Linked DNA regions of Rattus norvegicus: region 1 is linked to region 2. Evidence: chromatin contacts called from public Hi-C data. All regions are on one chromosome and are shown on one strand. The core of a region is the stretch at or near the end of the contact, and the rest is flanking DNA. Distances in the headings are between cores, read along the strand shown.

Region 1 (3,928 bases), core at 178-2,677, 510 kb before region 2:
CCTATAGATAGATGGCTTGTAGGGAAGAGGGCTTTCCACGAACATAGGAGGACCTGAGTATGAATCTCCAGTAAGCACACAAAAAGCTGGGCAGGACTTCACATGCCTGTCTCTCTAGCATTGGGGTGGAGACAGACAGATCCCGAGAGTTCTCTGACCAGCCAGCTAGCTTGGCCTAAACTGGCGAGCTTCTTATTCACAGAGAGGTCCTGTTTCAGGAAGTAAGGTGGGTAAAAGTAGAGGAAGACTTCTGATTGGCTTTGGCCAATGCACTCGATGGGCGTGTGTGTGCACATCAGTACACTGTGTGCTGATCCCACATGCCCGCACACCTGGGCCAGCGTAAATGCTTCTGGGAAACAAAAAGCTTGCAAAGGAAGCGCACAGGCTGTTCCCTTCATTTCTGGATGAGTTCCTACCATACCAGTTCTGCTCCTTGTCTGGCTATGGTCCTGTTACAACATTAATGTGAGTGTAACAACACTTGTATGACATCAGAGAATTCCTCGCAGGGAGGTATTCTGACATGGCGAGGAAGAATAATTTTCTTTTAGCTTTCCAGATTCAGTTGGGACCTGGGAGCCAAATCCGAGTCTGGAACTTAACACGTGCTTCCTCTAGGGTCCCCTAGATGGGATCCCCAGAAGACGTTGTGTACAACCCTTCTGGTTCTGAGGAACCATGCGTGAGAGTATTCAGTGGAAAGGACCTGAAAGTCATGGTCGTAGCTTAGGATGGTTACTGTATGTGCTCCAACTTGTCTGACATGGCCTTCCCTTGTTGGCACACACCCAGCTAGCACTCCAACGATCCGCCTCTTGTTCTGTGTTGCCATTGGCGCTGAGCAATGACCAAAGCATGCTAGATAATGATTAGTCTTGGAACGATTAGCATCCTATGTACTAGGGTTTTTTTTTTTTTTTAAAGACTTATGTAACGGGTGTTCTACTTTTTCCTAGAATCTTTGCCTCTCTAAGGACTCGCTATTGCATGTGAAAAAAGAGAAGGGATCCAAAAATTTAAAAGCACATTGCAATATTCGATTAACACTCCTAGCCAACTGATAAACACATGGTCTGTGCTCTGAAATCTGCAGGAGCGCACACAAATGCTTCTAGGGGCCTTTTGCAACATAACTGCTGACCCTTTGGGCCTGGATTTCAAGAGGACACATTAGTTAGTGGCAGGGTGGTGTGTGACCAGTGATGGGTCTTGGCCCCAGGACAACTTGGAAGGTTTGCCACTGATTTGGAAAGAACAGCAAATCTGTGTTCTGAACAGAGAGGGGGAAAGAGGACAGAGTTCTCGGCGGAACACTAATGAGAATAAGATGAGACCACTTCAAAAAGAGGCCCAGTCAGTGATAGAGGAGTGTGTGTGTCCATGTGGCTGGTTGATGGTTGACATCTCCACAGGGTCATGGTCATATCTAGAGCAGACTGACTGGGATCAGTGGGCGGATCACTCTGAGATCCAGGCGGCTGTCATCAGAGCCTGTGTGCAAACACAAATGAGGCTTTGTGTACTTCTCCAGGTTTCTCAACATTTTGATCTCTGGCTCCTTTAGTTTAGGCTTGAGTGGCAACAGACGGTGTTCAATTCCCTGTATGTTGGACGCGAGATATCAGCAAGAAGAGTGAAAATTTCCTCGAATGATCTGCAAGTCCACAGAAAGAGGAATGGGGTGGGGGCAGTGGTAATATGTTTTATAAAACATGGTGTGATCTGGTGGAAACTGGCGAGAGGGGGTGTCTTAGTGGGCCCATGCTGAGGTATTCCTCCCCGCCCTCCACAGGTATCAGCCATACAACAGGTCTACTATAGATTCATCTGTTTATTTTGGACATGGGAAGGGAGTCTGAGAAGGGAGTAGAGGCAGAGACAGAAAGGGCACAGAGAACAGAAAGAGAGAGGGGAGAGAGGCCTGGAACATGTTGGGAGAGAGAGAAGATAGGGAAAGAGGTAGGGAGAGGAGAGGAGAAAGAGGAAGGGAAGGGAGGGGAGGGAAGGGAGGGAGGACCGAATAGGTAGAGAGAGTCCTTTTATACCAGGCTGGTATATCTGGTTGCTAGGTAACCATTGGGCGAAGCTAGAGGAAATATGACCAAATGGAGCTAGGAATTATTGTACCTATCTGACTTTCTACTTTCTCATTTTACAATGAGGTGCAAGTGAGGTAGAGTAGTAGTAGTAGTAGTAATAGTAGTAGTCGTAATAGTAATAGTAGTAGCAGCAGCAGCAGCAGCAGTAGTAGCAGCAGCAGCAGCAGTAGTAGCAGCAGCAGCAATAGTAGTAGCAGTAGTAGTAGTAGTAGCAGCAGCAGCAGCAGCAGCAGTGATAGTGGTAGTGGTAGTAGTAAAGGGTTAAGTGCTCTTTACTCATGATCCCCAAGCCACTGAAGTAGATAGTACTTTGCTATATCTTTGAGGTAAAGACCTTTTCCACCTTACAAGGGGTCTGCTCCTCTTAGCACTTTTCCAGGAGTGGTCAGTGGCTGCCCAGATATCAAGAGCTCCCGGATTAGACTGATAAATACCTCCACTTCTCACATAGGAGGCTGACTATGTGTGACTTGAGGGTTACTGGGATGTCCTCTGGGGGGGGGTAGTTGTGCCGACCATCTGCCCATTTCTGCACTGTTTTTATTGTAATGTGAGAAGCATGACAGGTATGTGAACTTCTCTGTCTCACCCTCATTGTCTGATCTCAGCTGGCTTCTCTTGAGCAAAACAACCAGGAAAGAGGAAATAGGAGTCTTGAGGCTCTTTAGTGTCTGCCAGTTCAGATTGTGTCTGGCTCTCTACCCCTGCAGGATCTCAGCCAGCCATGTTGTGAGGCCCAGGAAGGCTTTTGTTCCCAGCCAGTCACTCATAGAGCCTTTAAACGTAAAAAAAAAATTATTGTATGTATGCGTTGTGTGCGAGTGTGCCTATGTGTGTGTGTGCATGCATGGGTGTGAATGCAAGGGTGCATATACCAGTGCAAACATGTGGAGGTCAGAGGACAACTTTGGAGTCAGTCCTCTTCACTGTGTGATCCAGGGATTGAATTCAGGCTGTCTGGTTTGAATGGCAAACACTTTCACCTACTGAGCAGTCTTGGCCAGGGAGCTATTTTTTAGCCTCCACCATGACTTTAACCCTTTGTGCCCATTCTAGAGACCTTCCTTTAAGCAACTAGCATTTGGAGAGTGAACTTTAGTCAGAGGAACCCCTGTTTGAAGGCAGTGGAGGATATATTCCCTTCTTCAGGGTCAGAAGGGACTAAGCTAGAGGTTTGGAAGTCTTTCTAGTGCAGCTTTCCCACTGGCTGAACTTGCTGGGGACACCCACAGAAGTGGCTCATGGGACCATTCTGCCCACAAGCATTTTAGTAACAAAATACAATCAAACAATCCTCTGTTCAACATACACAAAATTCTCTCTTTCAGAAATCATTTTCAACACGACTTTTGTTCCTTTAGGGTACTTGTTCCAAGGATTTTGCTGGATCCAGTAAGGGAGTTATTGAATATTCTGAGAACATCTCTTCTGCCCTACGAGTGACCTTCTCAGTGTGGCGCCATGCCTCAGGGGTGGTTAGAGACAGACAGGAGTCTTCTCAGTAGGGGAAGTGTGTGTATGCTGGGGTGCTGTGTAGTGAGCAGTCTGCCTATATTCTCCAACCCAGTTCACTAGACATCATAGGCAGTGTGGCTTTCCTTCAATTGTGGGACATTGTTTCTCAGAAGTGGTACCCAGACGGACCAGTTCTGAGGTGCAGGGTGAAGCAAGCCAGCAGAGGAATTGACACCATGCTGCCGGTAAAAGTTAGCTTGTATCTGTTTTGAAAAAAAATTGCTAAAGCCTGGGTTGGGTGATGTAATAGAAAACCCTTCTTATGTTATCCCGTAGACACTCATTTTTTTCCCCCTCAAAGAATAAAAATT
Region 2 (3,405 bases), core at 800-3,299:
AAAGTAGGAAAAAAATTAGCTTGCAAATTGTCTTTTGTTTGAAATGGTTGACATATGTATGGTGGAAATCTCAAGTCACAACTGTCTGCTTAGAATCTACTTACCTTAAGTAGACTGTTCATGAATGTATCATATTGTCAGATCACATGAAAATATTATATATATTTATATATATATATATCGTGCATCTTTACAGGTGCTAATGCCACATATCCCTGTCATTAAATGGCATTTAGATTCAGAGAAATCACTACAGATCACTTAGGTTTTCTGTGATAATGAGAATACTCTTTGTACTTTTGGGTATACTAATATTTGTTATATTTTTTCAGAAGAGAGGGCTTTAAGAGTCAGAACTCCTCAGCTGACTGATCTAGAGTGAACCAGTGGTCTCCACAGAATAAAAGAACAATTGTTAAGCTACCTTATCTCCTATTACTATTCAAGAATGTACACTTTGAGATGATTTAGAAAATAGACAATCATTCACTAAAAAAAGACTACTGTAGAAAGGTACTGTTTAGTTTTGACATCAAAAATATTTTTTTACTTTTATAGTGATAAGCATACTAAATAAAAGGTAAGTATGTAGAACAATTTTAAAAATATAAGTAGGACTTAGAAAAGGAGTTAAGAGAGTCTTGAAGAACCAAAAAACCTGTCACTTATTAGTGAAAACAGAGCAGGAATGTAGCTTGTAGGAAAATGAATGAAGCCCATGATTCCATCATGATCACTATAAAAACCAGGTAGCTGATGTGTCCCTATAATCCCAGAACTGCTGAAGAAGAAGAAAGAGGATCCTCAGCTATATAAGGAGTTCAAAGTCAGCCTGGAAAACAGGAGACCCTGTCCTCTCTCTCTCTCTCTCTCTCTCTCTCTCTCTCTGTCATAGACACAGACTACATGATAGATATATAGATAGATACATGATAGATAGATAAATAGATAGATAGATAGATAGATAGATAGATAGATAGATAGATAGATAGATAATATACAAAGAGGTGATAGAGACAGATGATGGATCAATGAATGATAGATGATAGTTGACAGCTAGATGATTGATAGACAGATGATAGATAGGTAGATAGATAGATAGATAGGAAGGAAGGAAGGAAGGAAGGAAGGAAGGAAGGAAGGAAGGAAGGAAGGAAACCAAAAGATGATAGGATACCTACAGGTGAGAATGAAGGCTTCTGATAGAAGGATCAGGGCTCTGCTCTGGCCAATTCTAGTCAAAGGATAATTTACCCATTCAAAATCAGATAAAATTACCTCCAGTTCTTGCCTGTTCTAAAAATCCAAGCATTTTTACTCTCAGCAAGGGATTATGATAGGGACGAAATGTTACTTTATTCAGTTGCATTTAATATGTAAAAGAGAAAGACTCCTTCCATATAAGTCATATGTCAGAGTTAAAGTGGAAACTTAAGGGTTCTTTGGAAAGTCTGCTGTGTTGTACTTTGCTGGGGCAAACACATGAAGAGGTGTTTTCCTGAAGTAGACACAAGCGAAAGGACATTCCACTAAGGCAAGTGTATGAAAGGACATGTGATGAAGGATTCTTTGCCAATTACATGCATGTATTGATCTGCCTTACATTGCATAGCTGAACTCCATTTGTCAGGATGCCATAGAGAAAAATGTACCAAAGAAACCTTTGATGGTGTGTCATGGCTTCTTGCCACTTCTGTGTATTTTGGCCAATTGGCAGAGTGATGTCAGTTGATACAGACTTACAAGCTGAGGCAAGACAAATAATGAGGCAAGACCCATGGAGGACAAGTAATGTTTGGAGGGAGTATAAATAGGACTTAACAGACAGTGACAAAGAGAATGATTCAGGCTTGATTAGGCTTGGCTTGCTGGTAGAGCTAGCTGTGCAATGCTTGTTGGTCTCACAGTTTTGCTGATCTTCATTTCACTGAGAGAGGCACAGCTAAGAACTTCTCCTGGCTTCCCTGTTGGTCCCTCCTATTGACCTGTGCTGATTCAGCTGAGGCCTAACTGTTCCTGCTAGGTCATGCCACTATTGCTGTTATCCCGACACTGCTGAACTGGACTGCTAGTATATCCATGAAGTGTTTGCAAGTGGATCAAGTTGCCACTGCTGACCTATGAACTGAACATTGATTTCCTGACAGTGTAGATGGGATTTGCTCCAAAGAACAATTTCTAAATAAGTTTGCTTCCCCCATAGTCTTTTACTCCCACTACGTCTGGTAGATGGTAGGCTAGAAGGGATGTTAAAGCATTTAAAAACTATCATTAAACGTAGGCTTTAAAAAAGTTAAAGTTACACAGAATAGCTAACTTGATGGCCATTCCAGGAGGAGCAATAACTTGGAACTCAAGCACACACACGCACATTCAGGTTCATGTGCAGTTACACACAAATACTTGTATATGAATGGGGAGGTTAGAGGTTAGAGGTCGCAGTTTAGGGAACAACTTTAGACTTTGTGCATAGTACATAGCTGTTTCTGCTTACTTGCCTCCCTAACGCTCATTTTTCACTGAACATGGTTCTCAGCAACTAGGAAGACTGGAGACACATGAGAACAGACTAGCTGCTGCATAGGAGCTCTATCTGGGTTTATCCCTAAAGCTGCAGAGGGAGCAACTGGGTTTTGAGAACATCTCAGTGGAACAAAACAGCCTGCAAGAAGTCTTGGATCCAGCCCACTGAAATCTCAAAGTTTTATTTTCCTCACCTATAAATTGAGACTAGTAAAATTCCTCTCTGCACCTATGTCTCATAAGGATGCTGTATAGAATAAAGAATTTTCCAATGCTTAGAATATTGTTATCCAAGTATACAGTCCTCCCTCAGTCTGCGTAGGGGACTGTTTCCAGGACCACCTACAGATACCAATATCTGTGGCTGCTCTGATCCCTTATATAAAATGAAATAATATTTGCATGTAGCCTGAACATGTCCTTCACAGTACACTAGAGACACTAATAAATAGTCATACTGCTGTAGAGGAATTTTAATCCAGCATCATGGCTGCTCTGGCAAGAGATCATATCCAAAGACCTTCTAGGTCTGTGTGACCCAGCTGGAATACAGACATGGCTTTAATCCCAGAAGACAGAGACAAACATATATCTGAGTTCAAGGCAAGTCTGGTACAGAGCAAATTTCAAGTAGAGTAAAGCTTATGTTCAGTCATGGTGGTACCTACCTTTAATCCCAGCACTCAGGAGATAGAGGCATGCAGATCTCTGTGTTTCGGTCAGTCAGCTGGGTTAAGGCAGTGAGTTAAGAGGCAGTGCAGTGCAGTGGAGTTTGTGGCAGTTCATGGAGTTCAGAGGCAACTTTTACAGGGATAGTTGTACGAAGGTTGCAGAGAGAATAAGCTAAACACAGGTAAAGACAGATCAAGCCAGAGAATGAGA

Evidence for each region. A called contact is a pair of places that touch in the nucleus more often than the background predicts.
Region 1: a contact with region 2 is called in a Hi-C map of liver, with 5 times the contacts expected there. The contact joins two enhancer-like sites. A contact is called at or near these places in 2 of 12 Hi-C or Micro-C datasets (both in liver).

Annotation. Positions count from the first base shown.
Region 1 is chr2:35,504,375-35,508,302 of GRCr8, reverse strand. All of the region lies in intron 1 of LOC102546726 (a long non-coding RNA gene), which reads left to right. Among named protein-coding and RNA genes, the nearest start is that of Cd180, 84 kb to the left of the region's middle. Within about 2 kb of position 1,427, at least 17 of the 93 cell types and tissues checked have an H3K27ac peak or open chromatin away from gene starts, as enhancers often do. A contact at or near this core is called in liver, where this site is marked.
Region 2 is chr2:34,999,290-35,002,694 of GRCr8, reverse strand. No RefSeq gene overlaps it. Among named protein-coding and RNA genes, the nearest start is that of Pik3r1, 300 kb to the right of the region's middle. Within about 2 kb of position 2,049, at least 2 of the 93 cell types and tissues checked have an H3K27ac peak or open chromatin away from gene starts, as enhancers often do. A contact at or near this core is called in liver, where this site is marked.